2 separate regions of the Hordeum vulgare genome follow, and region 1 is linked to region 2. A link is a contact called in public Hi-C data. All regions are on one chromosome and are shown on one strand. Each heading gives the region's core, a stretch centred on a gene start, on an enhancer-like site or on the middle of the called end of the contact. The rest is flanking DNA. Distances are from core to core; before and after follow the strand shown.

Evidence for each region. A called contact is a pair of places that touch in the nucleus more often than the background predicts.
Region 1: a Hi-C map of leaf shows a contact between it and region 2, with 4 times the contacts expected there. The contact joins the promoter of LOC123430162 here to the promoter of LOC123430159 in region 2. A contact is called at or near these places in 1 of 6 Hi-C or Micro-C datasets (leaf) and 1 of 1 datasets of contacts at active chromatin or transcription factors (embryo).

The regions. Positions count from the first base shown.
Region 1 is chr2H:402,987,566-402,993,676 of MorexV3_pseudomolecules_assembly, forward strand. LOC123430162 reads right to left here and starts at 1,362. Exons shown (of 3, transcript XM_045114060.1): 1 at 632-1,362; 2 at 420-547; 3 at 1-284. The coding sequence starts at 693. The coding sequence ends at 151.
Region 2 is chr2H:402,583,401-402,589,052 of MorexV3_pseudomolecules_assembly, forward strand. LOC123430159 (transcription factor BHLH6-like) reads right to left here and starts at 3,500. Exons shown (of 5, transcript XM_045114056.1): 1 at 3,339-3,500; 2 at 3,014-3,236; 3 at 2,663-2,908; 4 at 2,382-2,552. The coding sequence starts at 3,430.

The DNA of each region.
Region 1 (6,111 bases), core at 112-2,611, 400 kb after region 2:
TTAGCAATTCACTCTCGGTGATCTTTCTCCACAAGAAGAACCCTGCTACAGCCCTGCAAAGGCTTGGGGTAACAAGTATAAGAATCACAACAAATTTGATCATAGACCCAAGCTATGTAAGCTTCTCATCGGTGTTACCTTGCAGATACACTAGACTACATCCAAAAGTTGAAGAATCCAATATTGAAAACTGGTAGTGCATGCTTCAGGTAACCAAAATGGCCTGGACCCTCGGTGTATGAACCATGGCAGGTACCACACTCCCCGTGTTTGTTTGCAGCTCCCTAGAATTTGTCGTAGTAGATCGATAATACAATGCATTGCACAAACACAGTGGCGTGCCTGGCTAGCTAATATTGTTCGGGCAAATGCACACATGAATCCATGAATTGATCAATGAGGACGAATCGAGAGATTACCATCCGCGTGTCGAGCAATCCTTTGCGCCGGCTTCATGCCAGGCCAGTAGATCCGGTTGTTCCAGACCTGCGCCCCCGCGGACTGGAATATCTCGTTGCCTGACAACATGCTGAACTGCGTGCTCTTTCTGCAGCACAACAGGACGAGGGTCAGTAAGTGGGCAGCCGCGGCGGCGAACACGACGACACAACAGAGTGGAAAGCATCCTTACATCCTTGGGCAGATCCTAGCCGACTGCCCCGTGATGGAGTACGCCCAAGAGAACAGCGCCATAGTTGCTAGGAGGAGGAGAAGTGCCACGCCAAGCAGATCCAACGGCCGTAGCCAGTCGCTGAAGCAGGGCGAGGGACCCCGACCAACGCCATGGTGAAGAGGAGGAGCTGGAGGGGTCGGCGTGGTGAGGGCGCTGGAGCTTGTTGAGCTCTGCCACCGCGACTCCGTGGCCGTGGTGAGGAGGGCAGGGACACCACTCAAATCATGGATGGCGGAACACGACGGGCTGGGACAATGTCAAAAGAGCACGACGGTCGGCTGGATCGGGGCATGAGACGAAGACGCTGGATCTGAGGTTTGGAGGATAAAATCATGGGAAAGGATGGGCATGGCGCTGATGGAAGAAGAGAAAGAATTGATGCGAGCGTACGATGAGGCCATGAGGAGAAGGCACGGGTGAATGGAGGAATGCCAACCAAAAACAAAAGTGATAAAAAAAAAACGATGGCACTTCTCATGGGCTAGGAACCATGGTTTGGACCCTTCCATGAGTTTTCTTTTTTTGAATGTTGGTAGTTACTCTACCAAATTTATGATCAGGAGAGGAAACAGAGTACAAGGATAACCCAAACAGGTCGGGCACTAGAGAATTACGGAAAGGACGAAGAAAAAAACAGCGATAAAAAGGTCAAAGCTAATCAGCCCGGGTCGAAAGGAATTTCTGCTCCAATCATGTTCTCTTCCTTTAATTTCGTAATAAAGTTGTCCAGCCTCAAAGATTCATTATTGACAATACTCCTATTCATCTCGTTTCAAATTTTTCACGTCAGAAGTTGAATGGCGGAAAGGGTTACGTTTTTTGGTTTCCTTGCTGGCAGCCTCGTAGCAGTTGCTCACCCATAGATTTAGGCTGCTTGTCGCAGACCATGATGCAGGAAGGAGCACCGGAAGGTTGCTGAGGTAGGCAACAAAGATCTAGAAGCTACGCGACCAAGGACAGTTAATGAGAACGTGCACCTGAGTTTCCAGGCTTCGTTCACAAAGGAGGCAGAAATAGCTATTATCCCAACCGCGCCGCAGCAAAGCATCAGCGGTTAAGATCTCGTCAAGCAGGGCAGTCCACAGGGAAGCGACATTTTAGCGGTGCCCACGGTTTGCAAACCAAGTTGATACCTAGCACCGGGGTAGATCCTTGGAATTGAAGCAGGTATGCGGAGCGGGCGATGTGCGCAGCCGATGTTGTGAAACGCCAGCTAATGGAGTCTGCCTCGCTTGTGCAAAGCATCACTTTTTCCAGCAAGGATGCTAGCTTAATGAGTTGTGGAGCCATGACCTGCGTGAGTCCCTTTGCCCTTCCCTTTGCCCTTCGATGGGCTTGGAACCGTAGCACATATGCCGTGGTCTGCCTTAATCTGTCACGCGCAGACATGTCAGCCTATGGGCAGAGCTTGCATGCATATGCGGTGGTCCAATCCGATCTAAAAAGGAAATAAACCTCAATCACTTAAAATTCAGAAGATGCTAAGAAGGGAAAGAGCTAGACCATATCCCAAGGAAAGCATGTGGCTATGATTGCAATTTCCCTAAAGAAACCAAATAGGGGACGCGGGGTTTCGGCTCTCGGGTGCATCTGCACCCGCGCCGACGAAATAAATCAGAACAAATACTAAACGAATTCAAAAAATTCCATTTTATTGTGTTGCACATATTTTGATGAGTGAGGTTGGCCCTAAATTTCTAGTTAGTTGGACATCTAAGCATTTCTCGGCAAAAAAGACAAAATATGGGTATGTGAAAAAGGTTGACTGTTCACAATTTTTTTGACCCGATTTGTCTTTTTTGCCGAGAGCTGTTCGGATGTCCAAATAACTTAAAATTTTAAGTGAACCTCACGCATCAAAATATCTATGACACAAAAACAAATTGGAATTTTTTAAATTTTTTAATATTTGTTTTGATTTTTTTCGTGAGAGGGGACAGATGAGCTCGGGCTCAGAAGAGGATTTCTTCATAGGAATGCTTTTGTTTATATATATGATTTTTTATATAAAAAATAAATCCTACAATTTAGGAGTAGTTACCCCGCATGTCTCATATATAGTAATTTATCATTTAAAATATGTTGATATACTATATGTAAGCTACTTCCAAATGAGTCACATGAAAAAATTGCAAGTAGGCCCACGGTTTTTATTATATTTACGAAATAGATATATATTTATACGTAAAAATGAACATACTCAAAATACGGAACATACTATCAAAAAGGTAATACATATACTCCCTAAACATTCTTATATACTACTTCCTCCGTCTCCAAAATATTGTCTTACATTTATCTAGATATGGATGTATGTAGTCACGATTTAATATGTTGATACATCCATTTGTAGAAAACCTAAGCTAAGAATTTTATGACGGATTACATATTACACATACATACTCTCCGATTTAATAGATACTACATACAACGTATAAAATTTAAGTAATGGTAACTAACACAGGATGCAAAATAACTTATTCTTCACTCAGGTAATCTTAAACCATTTAATAAATAAATTACATTTGGAATGTCAATAGTTACATTTATATTGATTTATTATGTAAAATTTGATGTAAAAAATTAAAAATATAGATCATAAGATCAGAAAAATCGCATTTCATGTATATTTTACACTATGTTTTTATGTTTGTAATTTTACGTGACATAAAATATAATTTATGATGACTACATATTTTCTTACGGTCTCTTTTTCGTATGAAATAAGAAACAAATAATAAAAACTAAAATTATGGTGCATTGGTGGGAAAATAGAGGGGGTGAAAAATAGATGAGAATTAGTTATTCTTCATTCCTCTCTATTTTAACATCAACGTGTCGTAATTTTATATTCTATAAATTTCATCTTATTCTATACGTAAAAACAGAATGTAAAAAAATATAACCAACGAAATATTTTATGTCACGTAAAATTACGAACATACAAATATAGTGCAAAAAATAAAATAAAATCAATTTTTTTTATCTTGTGGCCTATATTTTTGTTTAATTTTGTCAAATTTTACGTAGTGATTCAATATAAGTGTAACTATTTGTATTTCAAATGTAATTTATTTGTAAATTAATTGTAAGATTATCTCGGACGAATAATAAACGATTCTGCATCCTGAGTGATGAATAGAGTTTATATATATATGATAAATTTTATCTACCGCCGGTGATAATTACCATCATTTCACTTTTGTATGTTGTATATAGTATTTTAACAAATCGAAGAGTATGTAGGTGTACTATGTAGTATATAATAATTTTTAGGTACTATATATATACTATTTTTTTATAGTATGTATCATATTTTATGTATGCTCTTTTTAACATATAAATATATACGTATTTTATAAATATAATAAAAACTATGTGTCAACTTCTAATTTTTTCATGTAACTCATTTTGAAAAATCTTATATATAGTATATGAACATAATTAAAAAAAAGAAATTAATATATATACTACCGGATGATAATACATGAAACATGTGGGGTAACTATCCCTAAGGTGGTAGGATGTATTTTTGGGTCACCTACGTGCGTGGCTACCTAGGTCAGTTATGGCAAGTTATATACATTAGTACATGACGTCCAATCGACACAATAATTATTTTCTATTTTTGTTTGCGTATATTAATATATTAAATGGTTGATTATTGTTTTCCAAAACAAAATGGTGTGAACATTTATACTTGGGTACGTATATGTGTACATGTATCTAACATACCCAGATAGATCGTAATACTAGTTAGTGTGTAATATCATAAACTAAAATATGTATGTGTTGATGTTACACCCAGTAAAAGTATACACATAAAAGTCATACATTTTTAATACATTTTGGAGTTCTATCGAATAAAAAGACACACACACATATATATATACATATATACCTTTATGTGAATGTACACATAAATATACATACCTCGATGTGAATATACAAATAAATATGTATGTGTTGGTGCTATACCCAATAAACATATACACATAAATATAAATACCTTAATGTGAATTTTCTTTGAATATATATCCATAAATCTCACACCTTTCAATAAATGGTACATGTACCCGAGATACCACGTGTACATTTTCTTAGACTACGATATCACTAAATGAGTATTGATGTATTAAAACTAATAAAAATATGTATGTATTGGTGTTGTACACAATGAAAAGATGTACGAGTTGCTGTTATATCCAACAAAAATATATTTGCGCTGATGTACATGCTAAAAAAAAGTTATGTGATGTTTTCTTAATTAATTATTTTACACTTACCATACATGACAATAAGTATGGCTAATAATTAATTATGATTTTCTATCATCAAGAGACAATTAATGACATATACTCCCTCCGTTCCTAAATATAAGTCTTTTAAGAGATTTCACTAGAAGTCTACATACGAAGCAAAATGAATGAATCTACACTCTAAAGTATGTCTCTATACATCCGTATGTAGTCTACTAGTAAAATCTCTAGAAAAACTTATATTTAGAAACGTAAGGAGTGTCAGTTAGACGATCTTCATTACTTCCCATAGCAGTAGCGGCATGCAAACAATTGGGAAAGCAATAATGTAGGTATGCATGCAAAATTTAAATCCATCTTAATAGTGAAATCAAGTATGATCTAAGGACATCTAGATAAGGAGCCTCGACACCTAGATAAGCATTAATGATGGGCTGTTATTAAACGGATTTCAGAGGGCTACACCTTCTATATGTGTGTAACAGACTCATGAGATTTGCCTCGAAAAATAGATTCATGAGATATCCTCAATACTTACTCCATTTTTATATACAAGGTCACTATCAAAATTCAAATTTGGAGAAGTACAAGATCAATAACACTAATCGACGCAATATTAATAGTGTTTGCCTCATAGTACTAATAAAGAAGGACATTAATTATCTCTGCATGCATGTGAGAGTGAGATCATTGACTTGATATACATAAGACAGAAAAAATACACATTAATTTACACGGCAGACAAGAAGATAAGCTCTCTTGCAACGTTGACTTAAAAGGCATTAACGTTTGCCTTGGTACCGGAATATGGATTTGTGATCTTGTATACAAAAATAAAGAAGGTATTTTAAAAGGAGGCATTCCTGAAAGAGAGGGGTCATGTTGTGATGCCTAATCAATGAATTTCAAAAAGTAGCGAGAAGGGATGTGCAAAAAGGGGTGCTAATGTGAATAATAACTCAACTCCATACACGTGCCAGGTTGAATGTCTCGGGGAAAAAATATGAACAAGGTCTTTGGTGCTGATAATTTTAAATTGAATGTGGTGTTTGTCTACCATATAAAACCAAAAAATGAATTATGCAGATGTGGTTAAGATCTCAAACACGGTCGTTCGCCAACTTGTGCATTTAGGCCATGCGGTTCTTTATTATTTCCATACATATGAAACGTTGGTTG
Region 2 (5,652 bases), core at 2,250-4,749:
TCAGAGCAATTTATACTGGTTCGGTGACCGCCCCCAAGGGTTGCCATTTGTACGGGTTTGGTGACCGCCCTCAAGGGTCCCTCAGTGGAATCATGACATCGTGCATTGTGCGAGGGCGTGAGGAGATTATCGTGGCCCTAGTGGCTTCTTGGGGAGCATTATGCGTCCACACCGCTGCAAAACAGAGATTAGCATCCACAAGGGTGTGAACTTCAAGATACATCATCGTCTCTGCATGCTTGAGTTATCTCTTACCCGGGCCCTTTACTTTTGCACTTTACTTTGTGATAGTCACATCGTCTCTTCTTATATATCTTGCTAACCCTTAGTTGTTTATCTTGCTTAGCATAAGTTGTTGGTGAACATAGGTGAGCCTAGTTGTTTTCGATTTTGTGCTTGACATATTAAACGTTAGTTTTATTCCGCATTTGTTCCAGCCTAAATCGTAATTATTTTAAAGCGTCTATTCACCCCCTCTAGGCACATCCACATTCTTTCATCGTGGACAGTCAAGGACGTTGCAAATGTATCTGGTTTCATCCCTAGGGGTGGACGAGGTGGCAGGGGTTGCAGTAATGTCCCCCCTCCTCATGCTACTACTGAGGTAACGGCTGACCGTGCCCTAGAACCCCTCGTAGGCTCATATCCTTAAGTCGGGTTAGACACCTCTGGTATCTTACCTCCCTGCGGCGACGCTTGTAGCAGTATCTGAGCTGGGTACGATCCCATGGAGAGTTAATCTTTATTTGTAGCGGGTGTGGACCTCAAAGCCGACTTCACGAGGAAAAAAGAACAAAATTATTGTTTCAATTGTGGTCTTATTGGACACTTTGCCATAGACTCCACAGTTGAGCCATGCGATACTACCTCCGTCCTGGTTTACTTGTACCCCTCGTATTTTGGGTCATATTATGATCATGATTTTAACTAATAAAATATAAATTTACATAACAAAAATAATATCATGAAGACAATGTTTAAGTATATGTGGTAGTAGTTGTTTAAAGCTGGAACACAATTGTGATGATTGTGCGGTTCTTTCGATGATCAAGTCAGTGGTGATGACATATTGTGTTTGCAGTTTGAGACTCATGTTTTTTGAAAGAAAAGTGTCCCAACTCAAGTCGTCCATGACTTCGAAATGCACGGACAAGGGATAGACATAACGTATGTCTCTGTGTGGGAGGATCAAGTGGCGATGCGGCTTCAAAGGCTTATTGCTGGGAATTTTCATTGGTGTCCGATTATAATTGTGGTCAAAAGAAGCAAATTTAAGAGTATTGATAGGATGTTAACTGTCTTACTTTGAAATACATTGCCCGTCTAATTATCTATGTCTATACCTACTAATAAAGATACTATTGCTTTTGCATGTCGATTATTAAAACTACCCCCAAAATTGACACAAATTACCCATCATGTCACCCATAAGTAAAGATGGATTGATTTGCTACAATGTCGTTTTCTTTGGTTTATATACCATGCATACCCAAATTAAATACATAACACAGCTAGCCCATTGGTCAAAACTTTACTGTTCCACCTAGCTGACGTGAGATCAACCCTTTGAAATATGCTATTATCTTGAATGTTACTCATTTCTAAAAGAAAGTTTATAGTGCAAACTTAATTAATAACTTCTCTATATTGGTTATTTTGAAAATGGCTATTACATAAGTTTCTTATCCCATTTAACTTGAGCAGATACGATAGTTTAATACTCTCATAAAAGATAGTATTGACACTATAGCGGATGTTGATTTATACTAGCTACACTATGCTAAATGTTGAAATAGGTACACATTCATCCTATTTTTCATCGTGCATAATAACCGACAATATACGATGATGTACAATAAATTATTGATACGAGCTTTATGTAAACAAGTGGCTTAATATTAATATCCATATATTTTTAAGATTGTGCCATAAGATTTTTAGAAACACCTTGAGTACAATTAAACAAATTATCCAATCATTACCTTTGTACAAAACACTACTTATCATGTTGTTTGTTGTGTGAAGATCTCAAGGTATTTGCTGATATCGTCCAGTGTGTGCAAAAGAATGATTTATTTATTTTTATATTGCAACACACGACCATATTTGCTACTACTTCTGAGTTGAATCTACTAGTTCAGTCAAACAAAACTAAAGAATCTATCGAGTTCATGAAGAAACCCAGCGTACGTTCTTCCTGAACCGAGCCATGTCACATGTGAGGTCATTTATGTGACGTCATCAGAGGTGATGTCATGAAAGAAATTCGTGAGCAACCAAGTAAAAGGGACAGAAGCAAATCCTTTTCGTTGGTGAAATCAGGATAGAGGGAGAGGAGCAATTGATTGTGTGGGAAAGACAGCGAACCGATGGATGGTTACCTCGACGAATATGGTATGGACCATGCTGCCGGCCACGGTGGTGACACTTGCCGTGATCACCTTGAGACACAGCGACTGCAGCGCCCCGCACACCTTGGCCATGGCGTCCCGCGCCTTGCCGTGCCTCAGGCTCACCACCGACAGCTTCTCCGACACATTCGTCACATCCAGCTGCACAGACCGTAACCGCACTCTCATTCGATCGACTGTACTACTTACGTCTTTGCAATTGCATTGCATGGTGTCGTTTCATAAGGTTGCCCGGAAGGTTGATATTTTACCTCGAGGATTTCGACGGGATACGCGACTGGGGAAGTGATGGCGTCGTTGATGGAGGAGGCGGAGCTAGTCCTCCTCATCTTCCGTCGCCGTGGCAAGTCCGCGCTGTCTTCCTCCGCCTGGCTCCCGACGGAGGCGGTGCAGTTGTGAGTTTCGAGGTCGGATATCTCGGCTAGAAGCTGCCGCTCCTGCTCCTGCAGCGCCTCGATGTACGCGATGGCGTCCTGGATGATGGACGCCTTGTCCATCTAACGTCGCCGCACAAACGCAAGTAAATTAAACACACAGGTTCTCTTGTTGTATAGTGATCTAATTGCTCAGTCCCACGCGGGCGGGCGGCAGGGCGCGCTCACCTTGCTGATGTTTGGAACGACGCCGCGGAGGTTGTAAAGCTTCTCGTTGAGCCTCCTGCGACGGTCCCTCTCCATGATTATGTTCTTGCTCGCCCGGGTTGCCCTCGTCGTGGCCGTCGACCACGAGCTGGCGCCGTCCGGCGAGCTCGAGTCGTCGTAGCAGGAGTACAGACCGGACAGCGAGTCCTCAGCCGACAGGTACATACTGCAACAATCAACAAGGCTAATCCAACGGTTAATAGGCACGGAAGGATCGAACAATCACGGGCGATGGATTGCCCCATGATCAGAAAGCAGAGTGGCGCACTTGAATGTGCAGGCTCACCTGTCGACGACGGCGAGCTCGAGCACCTGGGCCTCGAAGAAATTAGGCGTCTCCCAAGAGAAGTCCAAGCTCATGTCCATGTCGGCCTCCATTGGAATTTGGAACGAGACAACGGGTCGATCTGCTCGCACAGATGGTTGTTGAACTCTCTCTCTCTCCCCCCCCCCCCCCCCCCCCCTCTCTCTCTCTGTTCTGTACTGGCGCTTGTTTATAGCGAGGAGTTTTGTTCTGCCAGGGGTACTTGATGCCTCACTAACTAGTACACTCGCTAATCAGCACCCAGATGCTTTATGCAGAAGCATGGAATAGTACTACTTGTAGGATGCGATCAGGATGTGACTGCGTGTGGATAGCCTGAATTCGTTAGCACAAGTGGCAGCGTATTGAGGATGGTAGATCTGCGTCGCTGTGTGGCGGGGGCCGACATGCGAGCGAGACCACCCTACGTGATGGCACCTGGCGCCTTCTCGGCCTAGACGTCGTGCGTGCCAAATAGCCATTGGCTGTTTTTCCATTCTCGGTTCCCGTTCCATTCGAGATCGAATCTGTGCCTATGCGCTGCTGTCCCCTTCTTGTCAACGTATGGATCCATCGCCTTGCATGTGATCCGTCCAGGCCATGTATGATGTATGTTTGGCAGCGGGCAGCTGCATCTTCGTGTGGGGGCTCATAATCTTGTGCGATGTTTTTCTTCCGGACGAAAAAGGTCATGGACGACAAATATACTTTTACTTTAGGAAAATAATTAAAATTTACCGACTGATTTCTCAGGATCTAAGCCGTGTCTGTGGCGCCTCACGCGTCCTTGACAGGACCACCCACCCGCCCACGCCTTATCCTTTCTTCTCTGGTCATCTTCTTTTCTTGTTCATCAAATGAGCCGATCCTTTTTCTTCTCCATCAAATCGCCTCTGCTTCTCGCGCCTTGCTCTCATCCTTATGATCGAAGAATCCCCTCTCTCTTTCTTCTTTCCACTCGAGCTGCGGTGGCCTCGGTGCACCGGTGTGCTGACCCCTTGCAGCAGGCAGGTCGCAGTCGGTCTTGCATCAACGACTAGCCGTTGATCTTGTCGGGACGCCGACGCTCGTGCTGCTGCAAAGCGGTATTCGGTGCAACCCACTCGTGATGTTGTACCTGCGTCCTGACGCGACGTGCTTCCCTCGCGATGCTGTAGTGAAGTGCACACAGCTGTAATGAAGCACAGTGGGAGGCTGTAATGGAGCATTGCGCGGGGTCGTTGAGCTCCGTCGGGGCTACAATGAAGCGCCACCGGAGCTACAATGAAGCAGGTCGGAGTTGCATTGAAGCACGCCGGAGCTGCAATGAAGCGCGCATGGGGTCGTTGAAGCTCGTCAGGGGATGCAACGGAGCACCGTCCGGGATTGCAATGGAGGGTCACTGGGGCTGCAATGGAGTGCCGGCGGACGAGCCGGTGCTTCACACCACCCTGAGCTGCCTTGGAAGTTGTTGCGTTGAAGATTTTTTGGCGCGGTCGACGTTGCCTTTTTTTGAGCAGGGTGGCTCCTGGTGCTGCAATGCAGCGGTCATCGGCGGCTTCGGTTGGGTTGCTGTGATAGAGGATCAACACTCCGGTGATGGGAGCTCCTACCGGGGCAGCTGCTCCGACGAAGTGAGCACTACTAGGAGGGAGCAGAGGGTCGTACAAGCGAGAGGATGAAGACACGTTGTGCGTTGCTGCGAGCATGCATCGAACGACCACGAGTATTAGATCGAACGGCTATCCAGGCGGTTGGTCTTTTTCTAAGATCAACCGGATGATTTATAGCAACCGCCTTTACTTTATCATGGTATATATAATTTGGTTCATCAATTTCAAAACCAAAAAACCTAGTCCCTCAATTGTCAAAATCGGATATTTATCGTCCCTTAAACCGCTTCACGCGTTTTGTGTGGATGTTGCATTGTTTTCAACACTGATCATGCCACATCATCATCCACCTGACATTCAGCTTCTTTGTCGTTCTTCTTTCTATCTCTCTTGCACCCTCTTAACTCACGCACAAGTCCGAGGAAGAATCCGTTAACACGTAAGTGCTAGTGAGTTCATGCTTTAGTTAATTGGTCCAAAAGTTTGAATTGATGGAGAAAGAAGGATAATATATTTCAACACTTTCACTAGTAGGAGAAAGGCTACCAATAGCGCTGGCTTTAGCCTTACAAGTTGCGCTGGGGCCAGCGCTACTGCTAGCACGCTACAGCTAACCTGTTAGCAGTAGCGCTGGATTAAAAGCGCCACTAGTATCCACATTAGCAGTAGTATTGGAAAAAATAAAGCGCTACTCCTAAGCCAGC